2 separate regions of the Zea mays genome follow, and region 1 is linked to region 2. A link is a contact called in public Hi-C data. All regions are on one chromosome and are shown on one strand. The core of a region is the stretch at or near the end of the contact, and the rest is flanking DNA. Distances in the headings are between cores, read along the strand shown.

Region 1 (5,828 bases), core at 3,183-5,682, 240 kb before region 2:
TTAGCACCGTTCCCAACTTCCGTTTGCATGACCATACTGAAGAAGGCCTGAACCTTGTCCGGAACTTAACCTACCTGGTAATCAATAAAAGGATTAGGCAGAGATCAACATAGAGTTCATCTACCGCCGCCTCACCCTAACTCTTGCATGTCTTCCTCCTTGCCGTGAGGAGATCACAGCCTCCCATCACCCACACGCGCCCAGGGCGCGACACATCTCCACCCACAACTATAACCTGAGGAGCCGAAGACATACCAATCTAGTATCAGAGGTGCCAGGAACCGAAGATCACAGCAACGAGGTGGCATTTACTGGTGCGCTGAACTCCACCATAGAGCAGAAGATTGAAACCATGACGAAGGCCCTTGCTGATCTTGCCACCAGGGTTTCCAATCTGTCCATGCAAGATCGATGGCCACACTGCTCCCAGCGTGTCCGTCGCCGACAACCATCCAGGTTTTCCTTATGGCCTCCCTGGTTATGGTGGGATTCCGGAGACGCAGGCTCCCTCCACCTCCACCATACCACCACAGCACCACCAGCAGCCAGTGCTTTTCCCCCCACACCCCACAATCCAGTGTCGATCCACCAAATTCCCATGCCACACTCGCCATCACCCATTCCATCCTTTCCACCATACATACCACAACAGCCACCACACCAAAACCCAACCCATCCCTCCCTGCACCCTTTTGATGGCCAACCACCGCGACACTACAAGATAGAGCTCCCGACATTTGATGGGAAAGAGGATCCTCTCGAATGGCTCAACCATTGTGAACCGTTCTTTCGGGGACAGCGGATGCTCGAGGATGACAAAGTGTAGCTCGCCTCCTACTACCTCAAGGGAGCCGCACATACATGGTATTTTATGGTGGAACGGGACTGCACAACGGTGACATGGCCTCAATTCAAGGATCTCTGCAATGAGCGCTTTGGACCGCCGTTGCACAACGATCCATTGGGAGAATTGGCCCATCTTCGCTTCCGGACAACCATGGATGAATACCAGGAGCGGTTCTCGTCTCTGTTGTGCCACACCTCTTCATTGGCACCTGACCAGCAAGTGCAGCTCTTCACGGCGGGATTGCCAGAACGAATTAAGATTGACGTCGAGCTCATGAACCTGCAGAATCTGTAGCAGGCTTCTCGACTGGCACGGGCATATGAACGCCGTGCTCAAGTCATTGACGGAGCTCCACATCAGCAGCAGGCCGGCAGAAACTCCAGAACCCCAAGTCGGCCACCAGTCATCATGCCTCTGCCAGAGAATACAACAAGGAGTGGTCCACTGCAGCCACCAACACAGGCTCCTATCCCATTCAAGTGCCTCACCCCCGCGGAGATGGCCAAAAGAAGGAAGCAAGGCCTATGCTATAATTGTGATGATCCGTATGTGCGTGGCCACAAGTGTCCTCGGTTGTTCTATCTTGAGGCCACATATTTTGCAGACGATGAAACCAAGAGCACGGCTGAGGAGGAGCAAGATGACCAGGACCCGGTTGCCTCCCTGCATGCAATCATCGGGATCAGGACTGAAGACACAATGCAACTGCGGGTGGCCTTAAATGGACAGGAACTACTGGCCCTTCTGGATACAGGTTCCACTCATAACTTCATTGACTGCACAGCAGCCCAGCGCAGCAGGATTACATTGGAACCAACACTAGGGCGCCATGTTAAGGTGGCTAATGCGACCCGTTGTTCTGCCAGGGGATCAATCGGCAGGCATCAATCAACATCAACAATGAAAGCTTCACCATTGAAGCCTATGCAATACCCTTGGACACATTTGAAATCATCCTCAGACAGCATTCCTCCGAACAAACCCTTAAGGCTTGTTCGGTTCTATCCCAATCCATATGGATTGAGGGGGATTTCAATCCCTAGTAAGTCAAAATCTCCCCCAATCCGTATCAATCCCCTCCAATTCATATGGATTGAAAATAACCGAACAAGCCCTTAGGGGGATTGAAGGGAATGACTTGTTGGAGATTTCAGCCTCGTCAACCGTTTCAAGTTTCAATTCCCCTTCAGTCCCCACCAAACAGAACAAACCCTTAGGACTTGTTCCACACCAAACAGAACAAACACTTAGGACTAGTTCATTTCATCCCCAATCTAAGTGTATTGGAGAGGATGAAACACTATTTTGACTTGTAAGGGATCAAATCCCTCCCATCCCCCTTCAATTCATTTAGATTGAGATTAGAACGAATAGGTCCTTAATGGAAATGCTAGTTATAATAATATCAAGAGATACATGGGTAGATAGGTCATATGTGTCGTTAATTCATCTAAGGCTCGTTTGTATGCACATGCATTTATCTCAATTCGCATGTGTCGAAGTGAAAGTTAAACTAAATTTCACTCCAATCTGCTCCTAGATGGATAAATGTGCATCCAAACAATCATGGTGCAATAAATACAACATGCACCAATATCATAAAGATCTCAACTATGTAGAAGTGACACAATAAATCAATCACTTATATTATCCAGTGTAGGAAACAAAGCACAGTTTTGGACTGCAATACAAAGATAAACATCAGGCTCTAGTAGACCATATCAACGATGTGCTCTTACTAAGAACAAAACTTGCAAAATTCTTACTTACTGAACATCCAAATGGACCACATTCCCATTAACCTCCAGATGTCTGGCTCATTCGATGGGAATATGAGATTGAAGGAAAGTGCTCCGCCCAACAGCATGGAAACATAGCCCTGGACTTCAAAGACGGTGTACAGGGTACTTCCAGGGACAGCAGGGTTCTTTGTTTTCGTGGACGCCCTTGGTGCAAAGGTTGCCGCAGTCTTCTGAACTACCTGTTGTTCAACAATGAACCATAACTACAATCAGTATTCAGTATAAGGAATTACAACTGTGTTGCACCCATATAAAATCGGTTGATCCAATGGTGAGTAAAATTGGTTGATTCAATGGTGAGTTTTGTTAGCTGTATTAGTAGTGAAGAGTGACCGTTTTTTTTAAATGTTCTAAACTACGTAATACGTACTGCGTAAAAAAAGAAAGACAAATCTAGACTGATAGTAAATCATATACACCAATTATTCCTTTGCCTACAAATTGCAAGGTAGCTCTTGTCGCGTAAGTTCATAGAATTTAGCCAAGAAAAAAAAAAGACTGATAAACCAAGGGAACAAAGGAAGCAAAGGAACCTTCTTGAGCTCCTTCTCAATCTTGGGGTCAACAGGGGGCGGCTGCTTCCGGTTGGATGACTCATCAGCCGAAGCGCCTGCCTCTGTGCCGCCGCCCTCCTCCCGTTCCAAGGTGTCTCCCACGGTAGACGGCTCAGCCGCCGCAGCACCGGACCCTGAACCGTTGTAGCTTGCGCGCGGGAGACTGAGGCGCCATTTGCTCTGTAACAACCAAAATCTTAACTTGTGATTTAAGAAAAATCTTTAGAGAAAATAATAATAATAATAATAATCAAAATCAAAATAAATACCTTTGATAAATAATTGAACTTTAGAATTCATCCTTTCTAAAGTAAATAATCATAATAGAATAATGTTAGCTAAATTATAATAGAATAATGTTAGCTATAGCTATAGCGCGCGCTTTCTGTTTCACAACTCACAAGGACGCGCTGACGAACGTACGTTGCTCGCTTTGCTTGTGTGTGTGTGTGTGTGTGTGTTTAGGCTTTACTAGCGTTGTTGTAGTTGAGAGTAGCTAGTGTCTTGCTTGTGAGCGAGCGAGTGGCGTCCCGATCGGACGCTGGAGTTAGTTCTTCTCTCTCCTACTGACCACTGACTGGATGGGTCGCCTGTTAGACGATGGGATAGATAGCAGCACGGCCGGCGACACAGCTTCCGCAAATCCGCGGGCGCGCGGCCGTCCGTCTCCGCTAAGCTAGCTAGTACCCGGTCACGGCGTTCGCGGGAGAGGCAGAGCACCGTCCACCGTGCGTCCATGTGGCGCGGGGGTGGCAGCTGCTGCAGCCTGCAGAAACCACAAGGAGAGCGCACGGATGGCTTGGCTGTCGTTTATTTATGTGTTTCCTGTCCGTTAATTTTCATCTCAGCAGTCACAGCAACATACATGTATCCGGCCAATCAAAAATGTTCCCGGCTATTGCTGGCTGCCTCGCGAATTCAGTTTCTAAGGGCTGCAAGGGATACCTTTTTGGTCGTCTGTATCGACGCGGCGTCAACGACGGCCCTCAGCGGCGAGCACTGCTGGCCCCGTCCCGCGCCGGAGTCGGAGCGGATGACGCCGGCGGCTTTGGCGCGCGGGGGCCTCGGCGCCGCGACCGTTCGGCGGGCGAAGGAGGTCGCTTCCCTGTCCCTGCTGCATTTGGAGCCCGGTTTCTGGACGCAGATGGCCCTGGAAACCGCCGCCGCCATCCTTCCGAGGGGGGGTTCGGCGAAAAGGTTGTCTTTACTCTTATACCATCCGTGTGGCGCGACGGGGTTCACACGCGCCCCTATCGCAGCGGCTGGTCACCTTATCCAGGACGTCTCCAGGCCTGTGGCTCCGGACGACGAGGCTCCTGACGCAATTCCTATCCGTTACCCGCACCATATAACTATAAGACACCACATAAGTTGTCTTTATCTGAGTTGCTGTTTGATTGTATACTCAAGATGCGTAGCATTAGCAGATGCAAAAAAAGTGATTTTAGCTGCATCCGGAGATACACTCAAAATAGACATATCCAGCCGGCCTCGCCTGTGTGCACATGCCCACCCAATCATTTTTATTAAAACGTTGTTTAAGCGCCGTTTAAACGACAAAACGTGATTTAGAGTTAAAACGTCTTGGTGTTTTAACAAAATGGTGTAGAACTTCCGTTAACATTGCTTAAGCGTCCTCGACACGTTTTAAAGTGTTTTACATGCGTTTAATACGTTCTACTCGTTTATGGGCTTTTCTTGAGCCAAAAAAAAATAGAAAACCCTATGTCATCCAGCGGTAAACGCCAGCATCCAGCTAGTGCCACATCCTCCATCCACCATCCTCTAACAGCCAGTGCCCTGCCTCTCCTCTCCTCTCCTCTGCCCCCTCCTCCCTCCACCATCCTCCAGCAGCCAGCGTCCATCCGAGGTTCAGGTTTCCAGTAGCCAACGCCTAGCCCATGTTCATGTTTTTAGTGACAATGAGGCACCTAGGTTCAAATTTAGACATTGACAGTGAGACACCTAGGTTCAAATTCAGAGAGTGCCAGTTGCTCCATTTAGTCATTTGGTGAGAAATCTGGTCATATGAGAATATGAGACCAATGTTTTAGGCTCTTGTCGGCGTTCCGAGACCGGGGGGTCCCTAAGCCGACGAGTGAGTGTGCCGCGTGCCCCAGCCCAGATGGGTCGAGCGCGTGGGCGAGCGCGAAGGGGGGAAGCGAGGTGGCCGGAGACGGGCATGAGAGAGGTGGGAATCCCGTGGCCTTCGTGTTCGTCCCGCGCCCAGGTCGGGTGCGCTTGCAGTAGGGGGTTACAAGCGTCCACACGGGTGAGGGAAGCGAGCGGCCCCAAGAGAGCGCCTGCCCCGTCCTCGTCCCCGTGCGGCCAACCTTCTCTAAGAAGGCCCTGGTCCTTCCTTTTATAGGCGTAAGGAGAGGATCCAGGTGTACAATGGGGGTGTAGCAGAGTGCTACGTGTCTAGCGGGGGAGAGCTAGCGCCCTAAGTACATGCCAATGTGGCAGCCGGAGAGATCTTGGCACCCTGCTGGTGTGGTGTCGTGGCTGTCGGAGGAGCAACGGAGCCTGGCGGAGGGACAGCTGTCGGAGCGGTTGGGTCCTTGCTGACGTCCCCCTACTTCCGTAAGGGAGCTGAGAGCCGCCGTCGTCACTGGGCTAGCGGGG
Region 2 (6,010 bases), core at 781-3,280:
TTAGAAACAGATAGAAGAAGATAAGAGAAGACTTGGCTGTGTACAGCCAAGGGACTGTTTCGGTCTGGGGCACCGGACTGTCCGGTGGTGCACCGGACAGTGTCCGGTGGTGCACCGGACAGTGTCCGGTGCGCCAGGCTCCCTCGGCCGAAGAGCCCGCTCTCGGGAATTTGCTGACGGCGTACGGCTAAAATTCACCGGACTGTCCGGTGTGCACCGGACTGTCCGGTGAGTCAACGGTCGGCCGAGCCAACGGTCGGCCGCGGAATCTGCGCGCGACACGTGGTCTGGCCAACGGTCGGAAGGAAGCACCGGACTGTCCGGTGTGCACCGGACTGTCCGGTGCGCCAGATCTGCAACGGTCGGCAACGGTCGGCTGTGCTGTTTAAGGAAATAAATCGGGCACCGGACAGTGTCCGGTGTGCACCGGACTGTCCGGTGCGCCCGACGACAGAAGGCAAAGATGGCCTTCCAGATTTGTTCTCAACGGCTCCTAGCTGCCTTGGGGCTATAAAAGGGACCCCTAGGCGCATGGAGGAGAACACTAAGCAACTCTTGAGCATACTTGATCATCCACACTCAGTCTTTGCGCATCCGTTTGTGATTCTAAGTGATTCGAGCTCTGTTCTTGTGAGAAACTGTGAGATAGTCTTTGACCTCGAATCTTGGCTGTGTGTGTGCGCGTTTCGCTGTGGATTTGTGTGTGTTGCTTCCCTCCCTTACTCCGTGCTTCTTTGTGAATCTTAAGTGTAAGGGCGAGAGACTCCAATTTGTGGAGATTCCTCGCAAGTGGGATAAAGATAAGCAAGGCAAAATACTGTGGTATTCAAGTGGGTCTTTGGACCGCTTGAGAGGGGTTGATTGCAACCCTCGTCCGTTGGGACGCCACAACGTGGAGTAGGCAAGTTTTGTACTTGGCCGAACCACGGGATAAATCACCGTGTCTCCTCTGTGTTGAATTCTCTGTGATTGTCGTATTGTGCAAGATCTTCTCTTTAGCCACTTGGCAATTATTGTGCTAACCTCTAACAAGTTTTTGTGGCTATAAGTTAAGTTTTTACAGGATCACCTATTCACCCCCCCTCTAGGTGCTCTCAGGCACGGGGAGTTCAGGAGGAACAGGAGCATCCTTACTAGATACGTCCGGATATAACTCCCGAGGACGACCTCTCTTCTGCCACAACGCCTCTCGGTACATGTCTTTTATCTAATAAACGATTATAATTATCACTTGTACCTATTATGCTTTATAATAAGTTTACACAAACTAATAATCGAAATGATAATATAATAGGTGTATACAAATTATTAAACTAACAACCCAATATACAAAACGAATCAGTTGGAAATCATACCTTGGTCTACGAAGTGAACCAACTCAAATATTTGAATCCATCAAATTTTGGCGAAGTTTGAAAATGGGATGAAATGAGCTGCTCTCGGCCAGCCGCGCGGGCGTTTTTATAGGAATTCGTAGCTCGGCGCCAAGATCTGTGGCACCGAGCTACGAGGCCGCGCCGCCACCACGTCAGAGCCAGGTCAATCCTGGACGAAACTAGCCGTTGCTGCCACGTCACAGCTCGGCGCCATAGGCTGTGGCGCCGAGCTGTGTTAGCTCGGCGCCACATGCTATGTCGCCGAGCTAAGGGGCCAAAACTGTATTTAAAATTTTTTTAGGTCTAAACGTGATTTTACTTCTGTTTAAGGGCTAAAATACAAAAAAAAAATTCGGCCCGTGCGCCGCGCAGTTTTCTCGGCAGCCGCGCGCGGCTTGGAAGGCAAGCCCGGGCCGAGAGGGCGCCGAACTTCACGGGGACAGCGTATAGGAGTAGGTCGCAGCGGCGGAGGAAACCCGCTTGGCAAGGGATCTATCCCCTCGTATTCCCCTTGCGTGCAAAGCTCACTCCCCGTGCCCTCGCCACGGGCACCCGAGGAAAGCCTCGTGCACTCGCGGATAGGCAGTGGGCCCTGGGTGGAAGAGAGTTTGCTCCGGGGACGCGAAGCCGGGTGGGGAGAGGCAAACCGGGTGGGATTTCTTGGGATTATTTAAGGGCGAGGGAGGGAGATAGGCACACGAAAGCAACAGCGAGGAGAGAGAAGGGAAAAGGGTGAAGGAAGCCAGGGCCCAGGGAGTTGTTGAATTTCGGTTCTGGTCGGCGTCGGAGGGGAAGGGACGACGAGCGGCGAGGAAGAGGTGTGCGAGGGGAGGAGGGATATGGTGGCCAGCTGAGTCTGCGGATTGCGGCGGCAGCGGGGATCGGAGGCAGTGAGGGGCGGCGGCACTCGGATGGTACTGGCTTTCGCCAGCCCCGGAGGCGGCGATCGTGGATGGGCAGCGGCGGGATTGCGGGGCGGGGGTTGTAGGAGCGGTGGCGGCGGGGAAGTTGGACTCGGAGCGGGTGCTTGTGCTGGTCTCCGGGCTGGGGCAGGGAGAGGAGGTGAGGGAGCGGCGGGGAGGGATGAGGCGGGGGAAGGGGGCAAGGAATGGGTTGCTGCCGAGTTCGCTGCGGATCATATCGTCCTGCCTCAAGACGGTGACCTCCAACGCCGGCTCCGTCGCGTCCAGCGTGCGCTCGGCCGGCGCCTCCGTCGCCGCATCCATCTCCTCCCAGGCAGAGGACGAGAAGGATCAGGTCCACTGCCCCGCCCCTGCCTCCATTTCTTCAAATATCTCTTTTTTCTTATTTACGCTGCTAGTGCAGATGACTGTGGGCGCTGGGGTTTGCTAACTTCAGTGCTGTGCTTGCTTGCAATGATATACTCAATTGTAGCATTCTGCAGTAGTAGGTTTGAGTAATGCCTGGACGCACTTCCTCTATTCCATTCGATTCATCGTTCTGGTGGCAATTCCTGGCTCTTCAATTGAATTGATCATTAACCACTGCCCACTGGATAGGAAAAGTTATAAATTACTAGAATATGTTGATTGTTACCCTTGCAACCGTGTACTCAATAATGCCATTTTGCAGTAGGAGGTTGAGTAATCTAGTGAGCTAGATCTTATGTTCTTGTACTTCCGAAATTCCAGTGGCAATTAATGGAGGCAGCTTTAAGTGAGTTGACCATGAATTCAGTTTAACTAGTTAGGTTATGTTTGGAAGCATCATACTGTTTTTCACCTGTAATGACAACCTCGAAGCCGCAAGGACCAACACCGACAACTTTGCCTTTACACCAAGAGCCCATAGCTGGGGATGCTCCTCACCATGTCCGATGACACCACTGCCAACCCGCTGCTCCCGCTGTCGCTCAGCATGGCCGATGCGTCCTCCCTGGCAGGTGCCTCGGCGAGCATGTTGGTAACAGCACTGCTGCAGAAGGACGCAGAGCTGGGCGCCATTGTTGAGACGGCACTCGGGGAACCGGGCTGCGATCGCAGCTGCTGAGACAAACATGCGAGATGCACTGGAGGAGCCTGATGTTTCTCGTTTTTTTCCTGGATCTCCATTCATGTTTTTTCCCCCTGATGGTTTTAGCCCAAAACAGGTGTAGTTTTAGTGAGCTCACCGGTCATCCAAGCAGCAATTTCCATCTTAGGCTGGAAAAGAATTGTGGTCTTTAATTTACATGGGTTTTGGATAGATTGCCGTGCTTCCAAACTTGCCCTTAGAAGGTAGTAAATTGCTGGAATGGACATTTTCTCTGAAGTGAAAAGGTCGGAGAGTACAGTTTAGGTCAGTGTTCACCCATATCTTAAACATTAAGGAGTTGGTCACCTATGTTTTAGCTGTTTTATTTGAGCTAAATGACAGTTTAAATGGTCTAAATGGGCACTTAAACAGGATAAGTGTCTGATTAATGGACACGAGTAGCCATTGTGTGGCGTCTAAATAGTGTTTAAATGGGCTAAATGGCTGTTTAGTGAACAGCGAAGTCATTTGTGTAGTAGCTCAGTAGAATTCTTATGTGCTCATATTGGTCACCTATGTTATTGTTGGCAACAGTTTTTGACTTCTGGATTTTTCTTCAGTGTTCTTAAATTTTGCCTGGATAACAAAATGCTGTCTCTCCAAGTTTAGTTAATGCTTGACTCAACTCAGTTTTTCTATTAACAATTTTGATTGGAAAAATGTTTGCCACTGTCTATTTCTGCTAATTTATACACAAATTCAATCTTGTTAACCCATCTATAAACAGGTTTTGTGGGCTGGATTCGATAAACTAGAGCTTCATCCATCATCATTCAAGCATGTCCTGCTTGTTGGTTATTCAAATGGGTTTCAAGTGCTTGATGTTGAGGATGCTGCAAATGTTTGTGAATTGGTCTCAAAACATGATGGCCCAGTTACGTTTTTACAAATGCAACCCACTCCAGTCGGCTCTGAAGGCATTGAAGGATTCAGAGCATCACATCCCATGCTTCTAGTTGTTGCTGGTGATGAGACAAACGGCCTGGGTGCGATTCAAGGTGGTCGCTTAAGTGCTCTTATCAGAGACACAAACAGTGAGCATCAAGCTGTAAATTGCATTTCAACCCCAACAGTTGTCCGTTTCTACTCTTTGAAGTCTCACACCTATGTACATGTTCTTCGATTCCGGTCTGCTGTATATTTAGTTCGCTGCAGTCCTAGGATTGTTGCTGTAGCACTTGCAGCACAAGTAAGTTTCTCTCTGCACATTCATTTATATTTTGTAGTGCAAACTGGAGTTGACAAAAATGATGTTCTTGCATAGGAATTCTAAATACTCATTTTACTACATTTCAGATCTACTGCTTTGACGCTGTTACTCTTGAGAACAAGCTCAGCGTCTTGTCATATCCTTTGCAAGGTGCACCTGGGGTAAATATTGGGTATGGCCCGATGGCTGTTGGCCCCAGATGGTTAGCCTATGCCACAAATACTCCTTTATTGTCAAACACAGGCCGCCTAAGTCCACAGAACCTCACACCTTCGCCAGGAGTGAGCCCATCTACTTCTCCCAGCAGTGGAAGTTTAGTTGCTAGATATGCAATGGAGTCTAGCAAGCAGTTAGCTTCTGGTATTATTGACATGGGATATACATTTTCAAAGTACTGCCAGGAACTTCTGCCAGATGGTTCTAACTCCCCTTTGTCATCGAGCCCAGGCAGGAGATCTGGTAAAATTCTTTCCAGTGTGCATCCACTGGAAGCTGACAATGCAGGCATGGTTAGTTAAAGCCTCACTAAGCCTTTTTCTCCTTTCATTGTCAAATTAAGTGCGTAGAAAAGTAAATCTTCTATGTGAAGTAATGGAAGTTTGTTGGACACTTGCAGGTAGTCATCAAGGATTTCACATCCAAAATTGTTGTCTCACAGTTTAAGGCTCACACAAGTCCGATATCTGCTCTTTGTTTTGACCCTAGTGGAACACTTTTGGTGACAACCTCTGTTCATGGCCATAACATAAATGTTTTCAGGATCATGCCAACCTGCATTGCTAATGGCTCAGGCGCAACACGTTATGATTGGACAGCTTCTCATGTTCATCTCTATAAACTGTATCGTGGCATGACATCAGCTGTATGTTTACTAAGAAACTGAAAAGTCTTTCTCAGAATGTTTTATGATTTTATTCATTTTTGTTAATTACCTTGCATTTGCGTGCAGGTCATACAAGACATCTCGTTTAGTCATTTTAGTCAATGGATATCTATTGTTTCATCTCGAGGTACCTGCCATATTTTTACATTGTCCCCATTTGGTGGTGATGCCAGTCTGCAGCCACAGAATTCTCACAGTGATGGGCCCCCTCTTGCCCCATGTCAGTCAAGGCCATGGTGGTCAAAGCCATCCTTTCTTATGGACCAACAGCTTCACCAAGTTCCCTCAACTGTGACACATTCGGTTGTCAGTAGGATAAAGAATAACACTTCTGGTTGGCTAAATAATGTCAGCAATGTGGCTGCTTCTGCAAGTGGAAAACTATCTGTACCATCTGGCGCTGTAACTGCTGTTTTCCATAATTCCATCTACCAGGGTTCTTTGCCAGTTCCATCTAAGGCTAATGCTTTAGAGCATCTACTGGTGTATTCGCCATCTGGTCATGTC

The links. A called contact is a pair of places that touch in the nucleus more often than the background predicts.
Region 1: a contact with region 2 is called in a Hi-C map of leaf, with 9 times the contacts expected there. The contact joins the promoter of LOC100501929 here to the promoter of LOC103630344 in region 2. A contact is called at or near these places in 3 of 25 Hi-C or Micro-C datasets (ear, leaf and tassel).

The regions. Positions count from the first base shown.
Region 1 is chr6:157,025,461-157,031,288 of Zm-B73-REFERENCE-NAM-5.0, reverse strand. LOC100501929 (resistance to phytophthora 1) reads right to left here and starts at 4,432. Exons shown (of 6, transcript NM_001196567.2): 1 at 4,149-4,432; 2 at 3,183-3,383; 3 at 2,618-2,828. The coding sequence starts at 4,373.
Region 2 is chr6:156,779,397-156,785,406 of Zm-B73-REFERENCE-NAM-5.0, reverse strand. LOC103630344 (autophagy-related protein 18h) reads left to right here and starts at 2,030. Exons shown (of 9, transcript XM_008651404.4): 1 at 2,030-2,633; 2 at 4,138-4,599; 3 at 4,707-5,129; 4 at 5,237-5,482; 5 at 5,570-6,010. The coding sequence starts at 2,460.